Regions from separate parts of the Sus scrofa genome. Here region 2 is linked to region 1. A link is a contact called in public Hi-C data. All regions are on one chromosome and are shown on one strand. Each heading gives the region's core, a stretch centred on a gene start, on an enhancer-like site or on the middle of the called end of the contact. The rest is flanking DNA. Distances are from core to core; before and after follow the strand shown.

Evidence for each region. Hi-C and Micro-C count contacts between places; a contact is called where the count stands out from the background.
Region 2: a contact with region 1 is called in a Hi-C map of skeletal muscle, with 6 times the contacts expected there. The contact joins the promoter of RAD1 here to the promoter of DROSHA in region 1.

What each region holds. Positions count from the first base shown.
Region 1 is chr16:17,846,450-17,850,534 of Sscrofa11.1, forward strand. DROSHA (ribonuclease 3) reads right to left here and starts at 1,505. Exons shown (of 35, transcript XM_021077126.1): 1 at 355-1,505. It overlaps C16H5orf22 (UPF0489 protein C5orf22 homolog), which reads left to right and starts at 1,823. Exons shown (of 10, transcript XM_003359737.4): 1 at 1,823-2,014; 2 at 3,270-3,415. The coding sequence starts at 1,934.
Region 2 is chr16:20,510,528-20,514,182 of Sscrofa11.1, forward strand. RAD1 (cell cycle checkpoint protein RAD1) reads right to left here and starts at 1,645. Exons shown (of 8, transcript XR_308376.3): 1 at 1,511-1,645; 2 at 791-1,055. It overlaps BRIX1 (BRX1, biogenesis of ribosomes), which reads left to right and starts at 1,754. Exons shown (of 10, transcript NM_001244824.1): 1 at 1,754-1,947. The coding sequence starts at 1,774.

The sequences.
Region 1 (4,085 bases), core at 255-2,754:
CAACAGAATCAAATTCAAACTCCATGCTGAAGTTTGGATTGCAGGGACCTCTGCAATCTGGACCCAACTTCTTCCAGGCTAATCCTCCACTACCTTCCCCATCAAGCGCCTGTCACCTACGATTTTCCCTGTTGCCTAATCAAACAAAGTACTACCACCAAGCTTGTTCTTTGTTCCCGCTCTTCTAAAACCTCCTACCTGATGATTTGCCCATTGAATTTCTAGCCCTCTACCTAGGTCAGATGCCACCTCTTTTCTTCTGTAATGCCTTTCTTAGTTCCCTTTAGGAAGTAATCCCATTCCTTCTAGACTCCTGTTACTCTCAGTCTGTACTTACTTCTTTATAGCACTTACCAGAGACTTCCTCATATTATAGCCATGTGTGCACATGTCTAACTCCTCCACTAGATTATTAGCTCCTTGATGGATTGGATTATTGATTCATAGTCATTTCTGAATCCTTCACAGGCCCTGGCAGAGTATCCTGCACATAGTAGGTGATCAATAAATGTTTACTGTCTCACTAATGGTATGTTTCTAGGTTGCTACTGTACATTTCCACACTGCATATATCTGCAACAGATGTGCATTACCAAAACCAGACAAAAGCACGTCTTTTCACTGATTCATGCAACACTTAGTGAGCCTACACATGTCACAAGCCCTGAGCACTCAAAGATGAGTAAGATACATAACCTGGATTACTTATTAAGCTCAGAATCCGCATACAGATACATTAAATATATGTATTAGGATAAACCCAAGAAAAGAGATATGCACAGGGTCTAGGGAACAAAAAAGTGTACTGAATCTAGAGGTGGGCAACAAACAGGATCAACAACACTCTTGAACAGTGTGTTCAGACTGCTGTTGAACACTCACTATCAGATCCTTATGGATGATTTTAAAGATAGAATACCTGAAAACCCTAATTATGAAATCAACTATTAAAGGCATGGTTAGGCTGTATTGTGGATGCAAACTTTAATTCAAATCAAGGACCTCACTGCAACTGGAAAATTATTTTCTGCGTCTGCCTACTCCTAAGTTGCTGTTTCGAAGCAGAGAAACTTAGGGAGCTGTTTTGCATAGTTAACACATCCAGGAACATCGGTCCATGTAAGAAAGGGTTGCAAAGTGTGACTACGTTTTTAGTAACACCCTCTCTCCCTGAGTTGAATCTGCAGGCTGGTCATCTTCGTCTAACTGATCTGTAATTGCATGTTTCCCCTGTTTACATCTCCCGCCAGACTGTGAGCCCCACGAGGTAAGCTCCTGGTCTCCCCTCCGACACCCGGGCGGCCCCAGGCCTGGACCACCGCATGCGCTCCACAATGAATGAAAGGTCTCCTTCTTCACTCCTATTTATTTGTGGGATCTGGGCCTAGGGTCGCTTTTTGCTCTTAGCGGTAGCTCTGAAGAGGGACTACCCTATCTAACTCCCAGGAGCCTCTCGCCCCAGCCCCGGACTCCAGCCCGGTTTAAATCCGGACACTCCAAAACACTCCCTCTTCCAACACCCTCAAACTGCCCCTTTTACCTACAAGAGGCTCTCGGGATCTCCGTCAGAGCAAAGCCAGACTTATATAGCGGAGCCGCCAAGACCTTAGCGCCGCCTGCGCCTCCGGAACAGGAAACCGAGAGAATTAAAAGCAAACCTGAAAGCTGGACCACAGTAGGGAAAGCTCCTGGACTCGCCGCAGCGCCTTGTGCGCAGTGATTGGCGCATCAATAAGAGCGACGGAAATCTAAGCCAATCGCCTTCGTCAAGCCCTCCGGTGCTCTCCCCCTGCCCCTTACGTTCTCCAACCCGGAACCGCAACCGGGTGAGCGCGCGTTTCCACCCGGGAGTGGAGGCAGGGCCACAGCTGCGGCAGGCCGGCGTCTTCGCACTGAGCTTCAGGCTCGCTGAGACGCTTCCCCGCGCGAAAACATGAGTGACTCCGCGGGAGAGCGCCCCCGGCTCCGGTGCTACCCGGAGCTCCCCGTTTGGGTGGTGGAGGATCATCAGGAGGTGAGCGGGTGGCTGCCGGACGCTGGGGCAGAATCGCCCGAGGACTTAGGGAGCGGCGGAGCCTCGGCCTCGGAGGCCAGAGAGATGACGAGAATTAGTAATTCACTCGAATTGCATTGCTGTGGGGGAAACACCAAACGGGCTAGCTTGGAAGAGTAGGCGCAGACGTTTATGCAGTGCCCGGCAGCTCATTTAACCCCCGCGGTTTGTTCGAAATCCCACAACACTTTAGCAAACTAGTGGTGTCAGGATTCGAACGTGGGCGGTCGAACTACAGAGCCCGGAGTCCTTAACCTGCACTTTAACGCAGATTTCTTTACTGTCTCCTGGCATCTCCATCACAGCCCTGCTGTGTAAGGGGGAAGCTTTTTGTTAAGAATGTGAACTGTCATCTGTGACGTGGGTACTAAGTGTTGCTCATTCATAAGTCCTTTAGGAGTATTATTGTGTGCAGAGTGCGTGCCTAAATCTTTTAACACCGCATTTATAAACATTAAAGATATTTTCTGTATCTGTAGTATTGCTGCTTTAGGATACCTGTTGTAATCTAGACTTCCGAAAGCCTTCGAGAGTCCCATGGATCTAAGTCTTTTTTCTTTCTTTTTTTTTTTTTTTTTTTTTTTTAATAGCAGTAGTATGTCTTGAGAGTTCTCTGGATATTAAAGAGGAAGAGGGTGATTCCAGATTTGTGGATGGAAAAAGATAAGAGAATAAAAAGGAAGTTGGATTTCTGGGGACCTAGATGTAGTGCATATGGATCTGGGAGAAAAGAGCAAGCTTGGGTTTGGTGGTGCTTTCAAATTCAGTCTTCAACTTATAACTCTAAAGACTGAAACAGAACACAGAGCCTTGTAGACCACATAGCCTAAAAGTATAGAAAAGGCCCAGAGACCCAGAGTGTCCAGAGCATACCTTTAGTGCCAGAATGTGTATTAACTATCAGTTTTTTCCCCGAGTGCCAGTCCTTGTCTGCCTCCCCACGCTATCTTTAGTTCATGGTGGAGGCAACATGGCAGCCAGAGATGCCCACTAAAGCCTTCAGAAGTGTAACCTGGAAGTTCTGAGGAAAAAATAAAGCTTAAGATGATTATCTATACCCATCTTCAATGAACAAATTTTATATTTTCCTACTTTTTAACAACTTGGTGGACTCAAATTATATGCAATTATGTTTAGCATTATTTTTCAGCGTGCAGTTGGGTGTATGTTCATGATGTCAGTGCCTATTCTGAATGTGTGCCTGTGTCTTTTACAGGTTCTGCCTTTTATATACCGGGCCATTGGCTCAAAGCATCTTCCTGCAAGTAACATAAGTTTTGTGCATTTTGATTCACATCCAGACCTCCTTATTCCTGTGAATATGCCAGCTGACACTGTATTTGATAAGGAAACGCTTTTTGGGTAATATTTTGTTAATGATCTCTTATGTGCCCGAAATACAATTTGTGGTAGATGATAAGCAGTTATGGGAAATAGTTTTTTCGAAGCTCCTGAGTTTTGCTTTTGTTTTGTTTGCCTTTTTTATTTATAGCAAGTATGAACAAACTTGTTCTTAAAGGGCCAGATAGTAAATATTTTAGGCTTGCTGGCCATATGGTGCACCTGCTTATTTTTGCCTTTATAGTGTGAAAGCAGCTGTAAACACAGCATCAGCAAGTATCAGTGGCTGTGTTCCAGTAAAACTTTATTTGCAAAAACCAGTGGCCCAGCCAATGTTTGCCACCCTCTGCTTTAGAATATAGGATTTTAAAAGTAGAAGTAGAAGAGACTTTAGAAATTATTTCCTTTTTCCCTGTAAAAGTCGGGATACGGAGACACAAAAAAATGTCTTGAACACATAGTTCAGTAATTGTATAAGCAGCACATCTTTAATTTATGCTTTCTTTCAGTATTGAGTTCTTCCAACTGCTCAGTTTTTTTATTTTCAGGTCACAAATCCTATTGACTTTCAGTTATATAGAATCATAGAGATGGATGTGAAATTGTACCCTATTCTTCAAGAAAGACATACCTAGTGTATCTCTAAATAGTGACTTACTAGTCTCTCTTCAGTAATAAGTTCCCTGAAATT
Region 2 (3,655 bases), core at 395-2,894, 2.7 Mb after region 1:
GTAAGAATGATTTTGGTCCCATGCAAAACTTTATGAAAGGTCCTTCATCTAGCTTCGAGGAGCTAAACTATCCCCCACCTGACTCTCCCTTGTCTTCTCTGTGTGCCCATAAACTTGGCTAAGGTTATTCAGACACTAGTCAATCAGACAATGCACGAGTGATACTGGTCTTCAGCTTCTTTTGAGGACAGAAACCATGTCTTATTTATCCCTCTATACCCAAGGTCATACCATGCACTTAGGTGTTCCAAAAAAATTCTGAACTAAATCTGAAATCCTATCTGAACTATTCAAATATTACTTTTAAGAGTAGATTATACTATAACCAATAAAAGGGATTTTTTTTTTTTTTAATCATAGGGAGGTAGTGGTAAAGGGCATATGCTATGGAAACAAATGTCCTGGGTTCTTATCCCAATTCAGCTGCTTGCCAGCTGTAGGACTGTTGACAAATCACTTAACAGTGTCTCAGTTTCCACATACGTAAAAATGAGAATAATAACAGAACCTACATCAAAGACTATTCTCTGAGGATTAAATGAGTTAAACATATAAAACGCTCAGAAGAGTGCCCGGCCTATAGTTTAGCTTAATATATTCTAGACATTATTATTATTATTAACCATTATCTCTGTTAAACAAGATTGCAGAAGAATTTGTTACCAGGAGAGAAAAAGAATTCAAGTAATGATATTTTGCTCTTTAACTTAAATGATATCAATTAAGACCTTCATTGTCTGGGGTGAAGAATATCACTAAGTCCCAGGCTTAAAGGTGACTACTTTCATACCTGAATAAAAGCATTTGCTTGCACACACTTTGCATTTTCCACTGTGACCTTGATTCCATTTTTAGTAGCGAAACAGGTGGCATGTTCTCGGAAATGAATAGCCTTCAAGATAGTGGAGAGATTCCTCACGTTGTCGAGGCTGGCCACTAAACTGTAATCACTCTCATCTGGGATCTGTTGTGTTAGGAGGGGCATGGTTCACTGCGCATTCCGCCCGGAGAGCGGCTCCTGATGCCAACACCTGCTCCCGCTGGTCGCGGAACACCTGATGAGATCAGACAAACTCCCGTCAATGCTGGCTAAGCCCGCGATCTCAACCTGCGCTGAGCCAAGTGGAAGAGGCCTGGACGGTGAACTCGACCGACCAGGGATTGAACCCCACTTCTGCCACTTAACTGTCTAACTTTGGGGGAAATTATCTCTTTAAGCTACGGTTTCCTCGTCTTCAGTAAGACGACAGTAACCATGAAAAACTGAACGATGAAAACACCCAACAACAACAACATCATTCTACTCGGGCCAGCTTCGCCACGCCAAGATGAGGCTGCGTATCACCAAAGAGTCGGTTTTGAGCTGTCCACGCAGCCAACCTCGTCCCTAACAGACAAGGGGTGGGGGTGGTCCTCGGATCCTCCAAAAGCCCCAGACAACGCGGCGCACCAACCCGCCGCGGGACTGCACCCGTTTACTAGTCTCGATATGCCAAGCGCCCAAACCCACCTTTGGGGTCGGGACGCAGCTCCCTGGCAGCCGGGGAGGAAGTGGAGCGGCTCCCGCCACTTTTTCAGACCCGCCAGCCCCGTCAGCACCGTCACCACAGAGATAGACAAAGCCTAGAGAGTCTGGCATCCGGTACCACAGAGACCGGAAAGAGGCACCTAGAGCTGGAGGACTGCCGAGCCCAGCCCCGGGACCATAGAGATGGGAAAGCGGAGCGAGCGGCGCAGCCGGAAGGAAGGCCCAGAGAGAAGCTGGGGAGCAAGATGGCGGGAAGCAAGATGGCGGCAACCAAGAGGAAACGGCGTGGAGGCCCGGCTGGTCCGGCGAAAAAGCTGAAAAGAAGCGAAAAAGACGCCAAGCCGCCTGCTAAGTCAAGCGAGGTGGCAGAGGAAGCGGAGGAGGAAGATAGAAATCGTATTCCGGGCCCGGTTTGCAAGGTAGAGTGGGCTCTGCGGCCGCGGCTCCGCACGCCTTCTCTGAGGCTACCTATTTGATTATGGCTCTGCGGGTTTCGGAGTTTCTGAGGTGTTCCTGGAGGTCGTTTTCAGCCCTTCCAGCTGGACTGGCTACCAGGTTTATAGCTAAAGCTTGGACACATGGCTGCCCTCCTGGAGGCGCGGGCTGAGCACCTGGGTGGGCTTCAGAGCTTTTAGAGGGTCACAGAGAAGCGACTTTGAGGGTCTTAATTCCAGCGTTTAGTCTTCCATTTACTCCCCTATTGTTGTTGTTGTTGGAGAGTAATAGTTTTACCAATTAAAGTTATTCCTCGCTATTGAGTGTATCCCTTAGAGTAATACTTCCATATACCGACATAGTTAGGTATGGTTAGTTAGGAATCCTAAAGCTTGTTATGTGGCCCTTTAAAAAGTTCCTTTTCTTGGGATTGTGAATTTGACTTGCTTGATCTCGGGGTAATGAAAGCTAGACAAGATAACGTGAGCTTTTCTTGTATTCATGAAGTTTTAACGTGCCGGGCACGGTGAGAAGTTAGGTTTCCCCTGCCTTGGGATTGCAAAACTAGAATGTGACCACTTCAGTTTAGAAGGAAACTAGGAACTTATATGTTTTTTGCTCAAAACAAGGTGAGCACAAGTTGCTGCTAACTTTAATTCGACTGAGAGCTCCTTAAGCCAGGTCAAATATTGTGGAGACTAGAGTTAACATTTGTTTCATAAACTTCTCTGTCGACCTTCAGCTTTGCCAGATCTCTGTTTGACACGCTAGCGAGTAATAAATGACCCTTAATGGTTTGGTGGGGTGGCAAGCATTGGGAAAGGAGTGAGCTTTGAGGAATGAAAGATGAGCTTGAATTGTAGCCCTGCTCTTAACAGGGACGTTTTGAGCTCTTTTCTCACCTGCAAATTGAAAGGAAGAAAATATGATTTGCTTTTTATGAAAAATAAGCAGACTTCTGTTAGATTTTCAGTAAATGTTAAGCGTTCTCTTTTAGGAGCTAGAAAAAATACGATAAGGATCTATGAGTTGAGTTATAAATGAAAATTCTATTTAAATGAAGAAGATAAATATTGCTCTAGAATAAACAGGTTAGGGATTATGAAGGATTTGATTTAGCCTTTGAGCTAGATCCTAAGGTAAGAGCAAAATTCTGATTTTCAGAAAGGGGAAGGAGCAATGCAAGGGAGAGGCGGAAAGGGGAAGAGAGAGGGAGAAACTGATCAAAGACGTTGAAGTATACAAAGTGCTGAAAGTTTAAAAAATACAGCCAAGTTGGCTAGGGTGTAAGGTTGATTTGGGACAATAGTCAGGTAGAAAAAGTTAAGCAGGTGCTAGTCTGCCATATCTACTGGAGGAGCTCCTGGATGGGAAGACTAGCATTAAGGAGATGAGGAAATGATGTGAGATTTTAAGAATCTGAGTGAAGGCAGTATCAGTAGAAGATGATTAAGAGTTGTTGCTAACAGAAGTTGACAGCATTTACTAGTGCTTATGATATGAGAGAATAAAGGAAAGTGGAAGATTCAAAGTGTGGGGGATTGAAGTGATGGTGACATCATCAGAAAAATAAATAGCAAGGTAATTTACCAGATTTTAAAGTTTGGTATCTGAAGTTGAATTTGAGGTAAGTCAGCTTCTTGGGTATTAGGGCCAGAAAGAGTTCCTTACCTTTATGTAGAGTTGACAGTT